Regions from separate parts of the Mus musculus genome. Here all the other regions are linked to region 2. A link is a contact called in public Hi-C and HiChIP or PLAC-seq data. All regions are on one chromosome and are shown on one strand. The core of a region is the stretch at or near the end of the contact, and the rest is flanking DNA. Distances in the headings are between cores, read along the strand shown. Region 1 has its middle 100 kb from the start of Gm34596. Region 2 overlaps Aff3 (AF4/FMR2 family, member 3). Region 3 overlaps Lonrf2 (LON peptidase N-terminal domain and ring finger 2).

Region 1 (3,206 bases), core at 482-2,981, 530 kb before region 2:
GATGAAACCTTGACCCTGGCTGATAACTTGACTCCAGCTTTATGCAACCCTAAGTAGAGAGCTCAGCTAGGCATGGCCTACATCATACAAGCTCCAGGAGACTAGATAGATCATTTAAGCTGTTGGATTTGTAGTCGCCCTAGGAGCTGTCTTCAAATGTATCTTGTATGGTAATGTCCTTATCTGTGAGAGATGTATTCCGAAGTTCATAGGAAATTGTTATACCTACATTTTGTCCTGAATAGACTCAGCAAAAATAAAACTTTATAATGTACTTAAAGAGATAGAAAGTCTATGTGACAAATTTTTAGAGCCTAGATAAAGAATATGTAGGAGCGATTACTCTGAAATGTTGAGAACAAAGCCCCGTTTCCAGATCACGTGATGTTCTATTGTCTGGAACACTATCACTACCCATACCTATGTGCCACAGTTACAGAAACACCAAAAGATGAGGAATCCGTCTCCCGCTTCCAGCATCTCCCCATGGATGATCCTCAAGTCTGATGTCAGAATAACTAACATGATCACAGGGTTTGGTTCTTAATTTCTCATGTGTGCTGCCTCTCTTCATTTAAAGGGGGAGGGCAATGTACTTTTATTTTATTTTATTTTTTGGTTTTTCGAGACAGGGTTTCTCTGTGTAACCCTGGCTGTCGTGGAACTCACTCTGTAGACCAGGCTGGCCTCGAATTCAGAAATCCACCTGCCTCTGCCTCCCAAGTGCTGGGATTAAAGGCATACGCCACCATTGCCTGGCCAGCAACGTACTTTCAACATACCATTTCCTATGCTTTCTTGGAATTCAGAGGGAAGTTCACCTTTTTCCTAGTCTATCTTTTAAAATGTGGAATTTGCACTTGGCTGTTCATGCCCCTGAGTCATTTGTACTAGTGTGTGGTGGGTCCAAAAGTCAGGTGGGCGTGCTGGGGAGGCTGGAGCAGTGCTGGGGAGGATGGAGCAGTCCGTTGTCTGCAGCGTTTTCCAGGAGAAGCGTGTGCTCATTGTTTTGAAATGCATGATTCATATAAAAAGTGAATTAGGTTTTAGAGGAACCAGGCCACTGGATTCAACGGCCTGTAATTATGGTGAAGATTTGGACGACCTATTAGCATAAATCCCCCAAAGAATGTCATCTAAGAGATGTGCTTTGGACAGTCCCCAAACCTTAACCAGGGTATTATGCAAATTTTGCCTTGAGGACTGTGGAGCCATTCTAATATTGAAGTCATGTTGACAGGATGATGGGTACTGGATAAACCACGGAGGTGTCACAGTCCACAGGAGAAGCCCTTTGTTGATGGGACGAGGTCTGCGGCTCTTACAGAGGACCTACCGTCCTTCCCTGAATGACATCTTGGGAAGGGAAGGTCCAGGCAGCCAAGTGGTCCAGATTTGGCACAAATGAGATGGCCTGTGCCTTGTGTGAGTCTGGCCTGTTTTCCCATGAGGAAAATGAGGCTTGCAGAGTCTGGGCCGTCTCTGTGACGTAGAGCTCGGCAGCAGTCTGTTGTGTGTTCTGCACTGTGCAGACTGCATAGCATTTCGTGATGCTGGACCCCTGAGACCCTGGAAAGTAGGTATTGGCCTCTCCACCTATTTGTGAGCCAAAAGCCAGCAGTGTTTTTATCATGGAAATAATTCTTTTCCAACACTTGGGTTCCCTGATAACACCTTGGAAGGTTCTTCCTTTCTGTTCCTGAACAGATGATGGCATTGTGGTGCCTCTATAGGAAACAAAGAGCCTGCAGCATCTTCCGTTCTTTGCTGGACTCAGACACTGAGGGAGAGCCTAAGGTTTGGAGTGCTGCTTTTTCCGTCCTAGATGAAACCGATGCATGGTGTAATCTCCCTGTTTCCTAAAAGAGAGATAACTGAAATCTTGCATTTAAACTAAAAAGTGTTCCCTCCTCATTGAAATTCAGACCTGAGCTCCTTCGAAGCCTCCTACCAGCCAATCCACCCCAAGCTCCTTCTGGAATTCTAGAAGCAGCCATCTCTGGAGAGAAGTTTTCCATCTGTCTCCTTATGAGACTAAGCTGTTAGTGAGGTTTCGTTACATCTGCCGTTTTATGTTAAGCTGTGATTTCCCCCCTTCTTTGCTGGATATCAAGAATTCAGTAGGGCTAGTATAAAAATAGGATTGGCACCTACTGCTGCACACTGACTCTCTTGACAGCAGTGTATTCTGGAGGAGGCTTATACTGACTCCCAAACTGTTTCCATGCTAAGCTTGTCCTGAATATTGGCTGTTGTTATTGATGCTAACGCTATCTTTTGTCAGATCGTGCATGCATGTGTGTGTGTGTGCGTGCTCATGTGCATGCACATATACATGTGTGGTATGTGTGCACAAGTGTGTGCTTGTGCACATGTATGTGTGCATGTGTGCTTGCTTAAAGGCAAAACTAGGAAACGTGTTTGAGTCCTGTACATGCATGTTGGGCTTGGGTGTTTATTCCTCAAGGGAGGAAGGTGACAGCAGAGAACTTGTCCTGTCACTTCACTGTGGCCGTGTGCTCAGGGCAGAGCTTCGGTTTCTGGCTAGGTAAAATTTGACAGGTTGTTATTTAAAACAAAAGGACACATAAACAAAGTAGCAGACAAAACAGCTGCTGTTCAATACTATGCCCTCCTGGTCCTCTGGGACAAGTGCTGTAGAGTTCATGCCGGGTTAACCAGAGTGAAACTTATCAGGCTCAAGTGGGGAGGAGAGCTGGGCTTCCCAGCTGACTTCCCTGTCTCCTGGGCTGGGCTTCTGCTCACTAATATTTTGGGGTGTGGGGGGGCAGGAGGCGAATCCTGGCATTCTGTCCTAGTGAGACCACAGCTAAGGACAGCACCCATGGAGCAGGAGGATAAGCTGGACATGCAAGTGACAGCCAGGATGCTCTGTGGCTGGGCACAGCACCAAAGCCCTGCACTGCCATTCCTGTAGTTAGCTAATCTTGTTTTATGGTCTCCTGTGCAGGAGCCTGGGCAGTCACATCCTGGTGTCCGAAGGGCTGGTAATGTCACCCAGAGGGACGCTTCTGCCAAGGCAGCAGGTCTTGGTCTTTCCCTCTCTTCTTTTTCAGAAATATCCGCCAGACACAGAGAGGGAACGATCAGTGTCTCTTACATAGTAATTAAAGTATCACTTTTGACAATGAAACTGGATTATCCCTCAAAACCCTTGCTTGCAACAGTAGTGATGAATGCTGTTG
Region 2 (3,019 bases), core at 306-2,805:
TGGTAGAATGAAATGGAAAAGCACTCTTCCACACCCCCCTGCATGGAGAGGAGTGTCCACTTACCCCCAAATGATTTGCAATCTCTGTTAGAAAAATAAACACACAACAGAAACAGCCACTGGCCTAAGAAAGCTGTGGGAAGAGTCTAAAAACTCGAAAGGCCAAGAACCAACATTGTCTCTCCCTTTAAGCCATGAAAATAGCTGTCCCTCGAGAGACCAAAGTCACCTAACATGCAAAATGTCTTACACACCCAGCTGCTATATACAAAGCACCTACTATGTGCCAGGTACAGGCAACAGCCAGGATATACTGATGAGTTCATTCTGTTATTCTCCAGAGTCAGAGGAGAGAAGCCCATGGTGGACCAATACAACCACCACTACTGTGACTATGGTCACACCTGCTCCTCTTCCCGCCCCTTCTCTTCCCTCTTAGTTCCTTATCTTAGTTCCCATCAGCTTTTCCTCTTCTTCCCCCTTCATGTGTACTCCCACATCCCCCGTTCTTCCTTCCCTTCTGTCATAATTAGTTCTAACTTGACACATCTGGGAAGAGGAAACCTCAGTTAAGCAACTGTCTCCATAAGAAATGGCCTGAGGCTATGTTTATGGGGCGTTCTCTTGAGTGTCCGTTGGTGTAGGAGCCCAGCCCACTATGGGCAGTACCATCCCTAGGCGAGTGATGCAAATAAACCCTTCCTGCCCTCCCCTTTCCCATTGGATTTTTTCCTCCTCTTTTCCTTCCCTCCTCTCACTTCCTTTTCCTCCTCTCTCACTTCCTTTTCTTCCTCTTTTACCTGACATTTTCTGCCCTGGCAGCTTCCTGGTCAAGAAGGTCCTCAGCCCCTTCCACTTTCTTTGGCTTATCTTCACTGGGGCATCAATGGGGCCTGAGATGAACAGAAAAGCTGCCAGGAGAAGAAAGGGAGGGTGCCAGATCATTAGGGCAGAGCCACTGAGAAGCTGATAGGAAACAACTAGAAAGATCCAAAAAGTAACAGGTGCCACACTCTGGCTTAGTTAGTTTGTTTCATTCCTTGATTTAGTTATTTACTTTGCAACCCAGTCACATCTTCCCCTCTCCCTCTCCTCTGGGTCCTGGCTCTCACCAGACCTCCTCCACCCTTCTCCCCTTCTCCACAGAGGGGGACGACTCCCCTGCACATAGCTTTTTTTAAAAAAGGAAATTCATCCTTTTGTATTATAAATACTGTTAATGGTTGAATAAACATACAATTCAGACAACTGAAGCCACCAGGCTGTCAAGAATGGGTGCTGAATAAATATAGCTGACTTATAAATACCTTTCCCAGGGGAGGGCCTGGATCTTTCCATCTTTCTTTCTTTTCCCATAAACTTGCATGAAAGAGCGCTTAGATTCATGCCTTCCACACCTCACTTCCTATGTTTCTTACCAATTAAGCAGCAGTTAGTGCTCTGAGGATGCAAATGAACTGAAGGGGTTAGCTCTTATTTTAGAACCTGAATCAAGGTCGGCTTGCTCTTGGTAAGCTGCAGGCGCAGACTAGCAGCAGTCTGACAGCCCCTCCTCCCCTGACATTCCACAAAAGCATGAAAAGCAGGGACAATTACTACTCCACAGCCTCAGGAGGAAGGTGGAAAACAGACTTTTCTTTGAAAAGACAGGATCCGAGAATTTATATCAAGGAGCGGCGGTGCTTGGTTCAACCCGCAGCTTAGATGCTGGTCTTATTAGTGCAAAGCAGCGAGCTGTGTATTATTTGGTGTTGTAATTAGTGACAGGGAGCTTTGGCCGGGGAGAATTGAGAGAGATATGGCATGGGAAGCCTCAGTCCAGAAATACTGAATTCATGGAGCTACATGGTGAAAGGCTTGGCTAGGAATGAAGCCCGGCTCCTGCCAGCCGTATTGCTGTGTTAGAAGCCAGTGGGGCTGGAGGCCAGCACTGCCTGCTGCTCTCTGAAGGATGTACTGTCCTCTGCCCGTATTTCCATGGAAGAGGCGGTCACGACCAGAGCACCCAGCCCATCTACCAAATGTCCCATCTGTCCCCATGATGCCAGGAGCAGAAGCAGAGCTAGCTATCCCTCCTGAGCTGAATGAGGGCTCCCTGGAACACGCAGTACTGAAGGCCGTGAGCATGGTAAGTGTGAATGGCAGGAAGGGACTGGGGCTTACCATGTGTAAGGTAATTACATGGCGCACTCTCCTAGCTAAAAGGATTTTAATTTTATAGAGGAAGGGAAGATTCCTGCATATGAGAGGGTGAATCTCCCACAGCATGACTTAATCAAAGGAAACAAGTAGAATGTCTGCATAGGCCCTATTGTCATAGGCAGGGCACTCTGGGGACCTTTCCACAGCACTGCTGTCCTGAGGGAGACCTTGCTGCAGCAAAGCTGGACCCCACCTTTTTGTTCTTAGGGAACTGTTTCCATTGCATATTCAGGTTGGGTCCCTACTTTATTCTGATGGATGGAAAAACAGAAAGGTCGGATGGAAGGAAAAGGATACATCCTTCTCTTACTGAAACCTTCAGGCCCTGCTAAAATCGATTGCTGAAACATCCAACGCAGAGAAGAACAGCAGTGAGATGGATGGTTTTCCATCTCAATAAAAGTTGCTTAAATGATTCAAACCTTGCCTGCCTTAGCCAGCACAGCCTGAGAAAGGTACTCTGAGTGGTGTCAGAAACGCATGCGGCGTAGGGTGCTTCCCCTCTGGAGACACCAAGTTCCAAGCTCCTTAGGATTCCAGTCAGTATCCATCAAAGAACAAAGCTGCGTAGGGATCTTTACTGCTTAAACACTGTCTAGCTGCTTCAACAGGGTGTGTGCAGACAGCAACACCTGGGAGCCCCAGTCTCCTAACATCCCCCACCAACAGTGATGACTGGAAGGGAGCAGGCGGGAGAACACTTGCCTGGCGTGCAGGAAGCTGAGTTTGTCACCCAGCTCTGTAAAGCTAGCACTACAAACAGCTTGTGTGTGAAAAGGAAACATTCAACCTCTTGCACCATCGGCCTTCTTTTGGA
Region 3 (2,915 bases), core at 382-2,881, 620 kb before region 2:
GAAGTGTTAAAGGAATTTATCTACTGCCTTGCTTTAAACCCTGAGTGCAACTCGGCGAAGAAAGAAACACAGAAGGTATTCATTGTCATAAGCAACCTCCCCCTTGGGTATCACATTTGACATGTGGCTTTGTGTCATGGGGGGGATCCCTTGCTGTAAGAGCAGCAAACATGATTTCAAATGCCTGTGACGGTGTAATGAACAGCACAGTAATAATAATAGGCTCCCCATTTGATAACTCCTAATTGAGTATGCAGCAGTGCATCTGATGAGGCAGTGCACACACAGCCCAGATGTGATGAGAGATTGGCAGGAGAATCACGATGCAATACAAGGCTGTGGAGATGGAGCATTGATCCTAGCTAGGGCTTGTGAAGGACCCAGTAAGAGGCATTGAGACATGTGTACAGTTCACTCCACAGACTTCCCCTGTGACGTGCAGCAGAGCTTTATCAGTGTGGTGCACACATACACCATTGCATCCTACTTAGTGTAGGACTCCATCCATCCATCCTTGCCAAATGCCTAGACAGTACTCATGGCCTTTATGTAGCATTTCCAGTGACTGGGGGCTTTTGTTTACCTTCAGTGTCTCCTGTGTTAGCATGGTTTCACTGAAGCAGCTACCAATACGTCTACACTATAATTTCTGCTGACTAGTACATTTTCTTTTGTGGCGCTTTAAAACACAAGTCGGTTTTCCCCTCCACACTTGTGAGAGAGAAACCGCCTTAGATCCTTAAGAACGACTTTATTTCTGGAACGTTTTCCTTGCAGAAGAGGGTTTCTGCGGTCTCCTCCCTGTGAGCTTTCTCGTTTACCCTCTGGCTTCATCATCTACATCTGGCTGCCACACGTTGAAGTTTTCCACCCCTGTGTTCACGTTGGGAAATTCGCTTGCATCTTACCCATAAGACCATACCCTCTGATCTTGTTAGAAATGTAGTCAGCTGAAATAAATAGGCATGATTTGTCTAAAGCAGAACTTCCTGGGAAGATACCATTTCTTCTTGTGCTGGTGTCTGCTGCTCTGCGCTGCAGTCAGGTTTCTGGCCTCTGTGGCAGCTTGTGCCAGTAATGTCACATGGCTGAGCTCCTCCATCATGTTCACCATACCTACAGAGCTCTTCCTCTGAAAGTGTGTCTCTCCCAGCTGACCCTCGCCCCGCTGCTGTGAGAGTCAGAGCAAACTCAAATGGAGCACGGATGCTCAGGTCCCAGGATTTTGTAGATTCTTGTCTGCCTGGTACTGCTTACCATGTGATGTTTCTCCCCTCCGGCATTCTCTGGCTGATGGACATGCCTTATCACGGAATTAACATTAGTCCACTGATATGCCTGAAATGCAATCCTGTCCCCCACAGCTCTGCTGAAGCCGTAGCAGAGCCATGCCGTGACTGACATCCCGACCAGTCTTCACTGCTTGAAATTACAGAGGCTGTTTACCACCGTGCTCCATGTTCACAGTGCAGCATGAAGAGCAAAGAAAGAGATTTTAAAAACAGAGCTTGTCTACGTTTTTTCCTGTGCTGTTCACTACTCTTCATTTGCATCAATCCCTTGGGTTCAGCTGAGCCTGCAAGGCTTGGCAGCCAGAATACCTAGCTGGCCTCCCTTCCCCGGTTGATTATGGTGTATAAATCTTAAGCCTGAGTTCTGGCCTGTTACCAGATGCTCCCTGGCCCATAAACAGAGCAGCACTCTAGAAATTCCCAGTCCTGTGGGTAATGACATCTTGGATTTAATCTGAGATCCCTGCAGACTCTGCAGCCTTCAACCTTGACACTTTGGGGTTTGATGCAGCTCATAGGAACCAGATAGAAGACAGACGTGATGCTCATATTCGGTAGGACAGATGGAAAGGGATTGGAATGCAGTGTTAGTAATATACTGTCTGTGGTTTCAAAATGTTTACAATTTGCATTGGCTTCTGTTGACTGAACCATTAAAATGTGTTAGAGACCTTTTCCTCCAGGGTATTTGACCATGTGTTTTCTGTTTTTGAAATTTTTATAGGTAATATGTGAGGTGTTCTTTTCAACTTCAGAAAGTGAGCACCAAACCTCAACATCTTCCACTGAAACTGGACCAGAGGCCCTGTGTGAAGGCCAGACGAATCCCCAGTATCCTCTGGAAGAAGCAGGCGGTCACGCTAATGCAGACAATCCTAAGGTGTGGAGTGCATGTGTCTGCCACTGGGTTGCATGTCATGGCCTCCCATGGGCTACATGTGACTAGTTAAAACTTGTAAGTGAAGTCATTGGAACTAATGGGACAGTGATGGAAATTCTGGAGCCCCTCCAAACATCTCCATACATTTCAGAACATCTACAGAACATCAGGAGACCTGATATTATTTCATCTTAGAGAAAAGAAAGCAGAGATTGGTCTAAATGTATGATATATAACTTATACACTGATGCATATGCTACCGATGTGAAGATTGCTCTTCCCAGCAATAAGTTATCTTGTGGTTTACCATGAAAGGTGTAAAGCATTTCTGATTAGCCAGTAGAAAAAGCCAATCTTGTGAAGAGCACAGCCCCTGTTTTCTTCCTCAGAGATCTGTTTTGTGCATGCAGAGACTAGGGGTAAACACTGGGTGTCGTCTTCTGTTGTTTACACTTCATTTTTGAGATAGGATTTCTTTTTTTTTATTATTAGATATTTTCTTTATATACATTTCAAATGCTATCCCAAAAGTTCCTTATACCCTCCCCCCGCCCTGCTCCCCTACCCACCCACTTCTTGGCCCTGGCATTCCCTGTACTGGGGCATATAAAGTTTGCAATACCAAGGGCCTCTCTTCCCAGTGATGGCCAACTAGGCCATCTTCTGCTACATATGCAGCTAGAGACAAAAGCTCTGGGGGTACTGATTAGTTCATATTGTTGTTCCACCTATAGGGTTGCAGA

What was found. A called contact is a pair of places that touch in the nucleus more often than the background predicts. HiChIP or PLAC-seq counts read pairs in DNA pulled down with a chosen protein or histone mark.
Region 1: a contact with region 2 is called in a Hi-C map of cortical neurons, with 2.0 times the contacts expected there. The contact joins two enhancer-like sites. A contact is called at or near these places in 1 of 15 datasets of contacts at CTCF or cohesin (the NIH/3T3 cell line), 2 of 484 Hi-C or Micro-C datasets (cortical neurons and nephron progenitors), 3 of 115 datasets of contacts at active chromatin or transcription factors (embryonic basal ganglia, embryonic stem cells and stem cell-derived neural progenitor cells) and 1 of 9 other capture datasets (embryonic stem cells).
Region 3: a contact with region 2 is called in an H3K27ac HiChIP or PLAC-seq map of VIP interneurons, with 11 times the contacts expected there. The contact joins two enhancer-like sites. A contact is called at or near these places in 4 of 115 datasets of contacts at active chromatin or transcription factors (VIP interneurons, embryonic basal ganglia and embryonic stem cells) and 1 of 9 other capture datasets (macrophages).

What each region holds. Positions count from the first base shown.
Region 1 is chr1:38,729,121-38,732,326 of GRCm38.p6, reverse strand. No RefSeq gene overlaps it. Among named protein-coding and RNA genes, the nearest start is that of Gm34596, 100 kb to the right of the region's middle. Within about 2 kb of position 1,731, at least 15 of the 459 cell types and tissues checked have an H3K27ac peak or open chromatin away from gene starts, as enhancers often do. A contact at or near this core is called in cortical neurons, where this site is marked.
Region 2 is chr1:38,198,962-38,201,980 of GRCm38.p6, reverse strand. All of the region lies in intron 15 of Aff3 (AF4/FMR2 family, member 3), which reads left to right. Among named protein-coding and RNA genes, the nearest start is that of Gm16150, 19 kb to the left of the region's middle. Within about 2 kb of position 1,555, at least 40 of the 459 cell types and tissues checked have an H3K27ac peak or open chromatin away from gene starts, as enhancers often do. A contact at or near this core is called in VIP interneurons and cortical neurons, where this site is marked.
Region 3 is chr1:38,815,222-38,818,136 of GRCm38.p6, reverse strand. It overlaps Lonrf2 (LON peptidase N-terminal domain and ring finger 2), which reads left to right. Exons shown (of 12, transcript NM_001029878.2): 3 at 1-75; 4 at 2,017-2,172. Among named protein-coding and RNA genes, the nearest start is that of Lonrf2, 20 kb to the left of the region's middle. Within about 2 kb of position 1,631, at least 22 of the 459 cell types and tissues checked have an H3K27ac peak or open chromatin away from gene starts, as enhancers often do. A contact at or near this core is called in VIP interneurons, where this site is marked.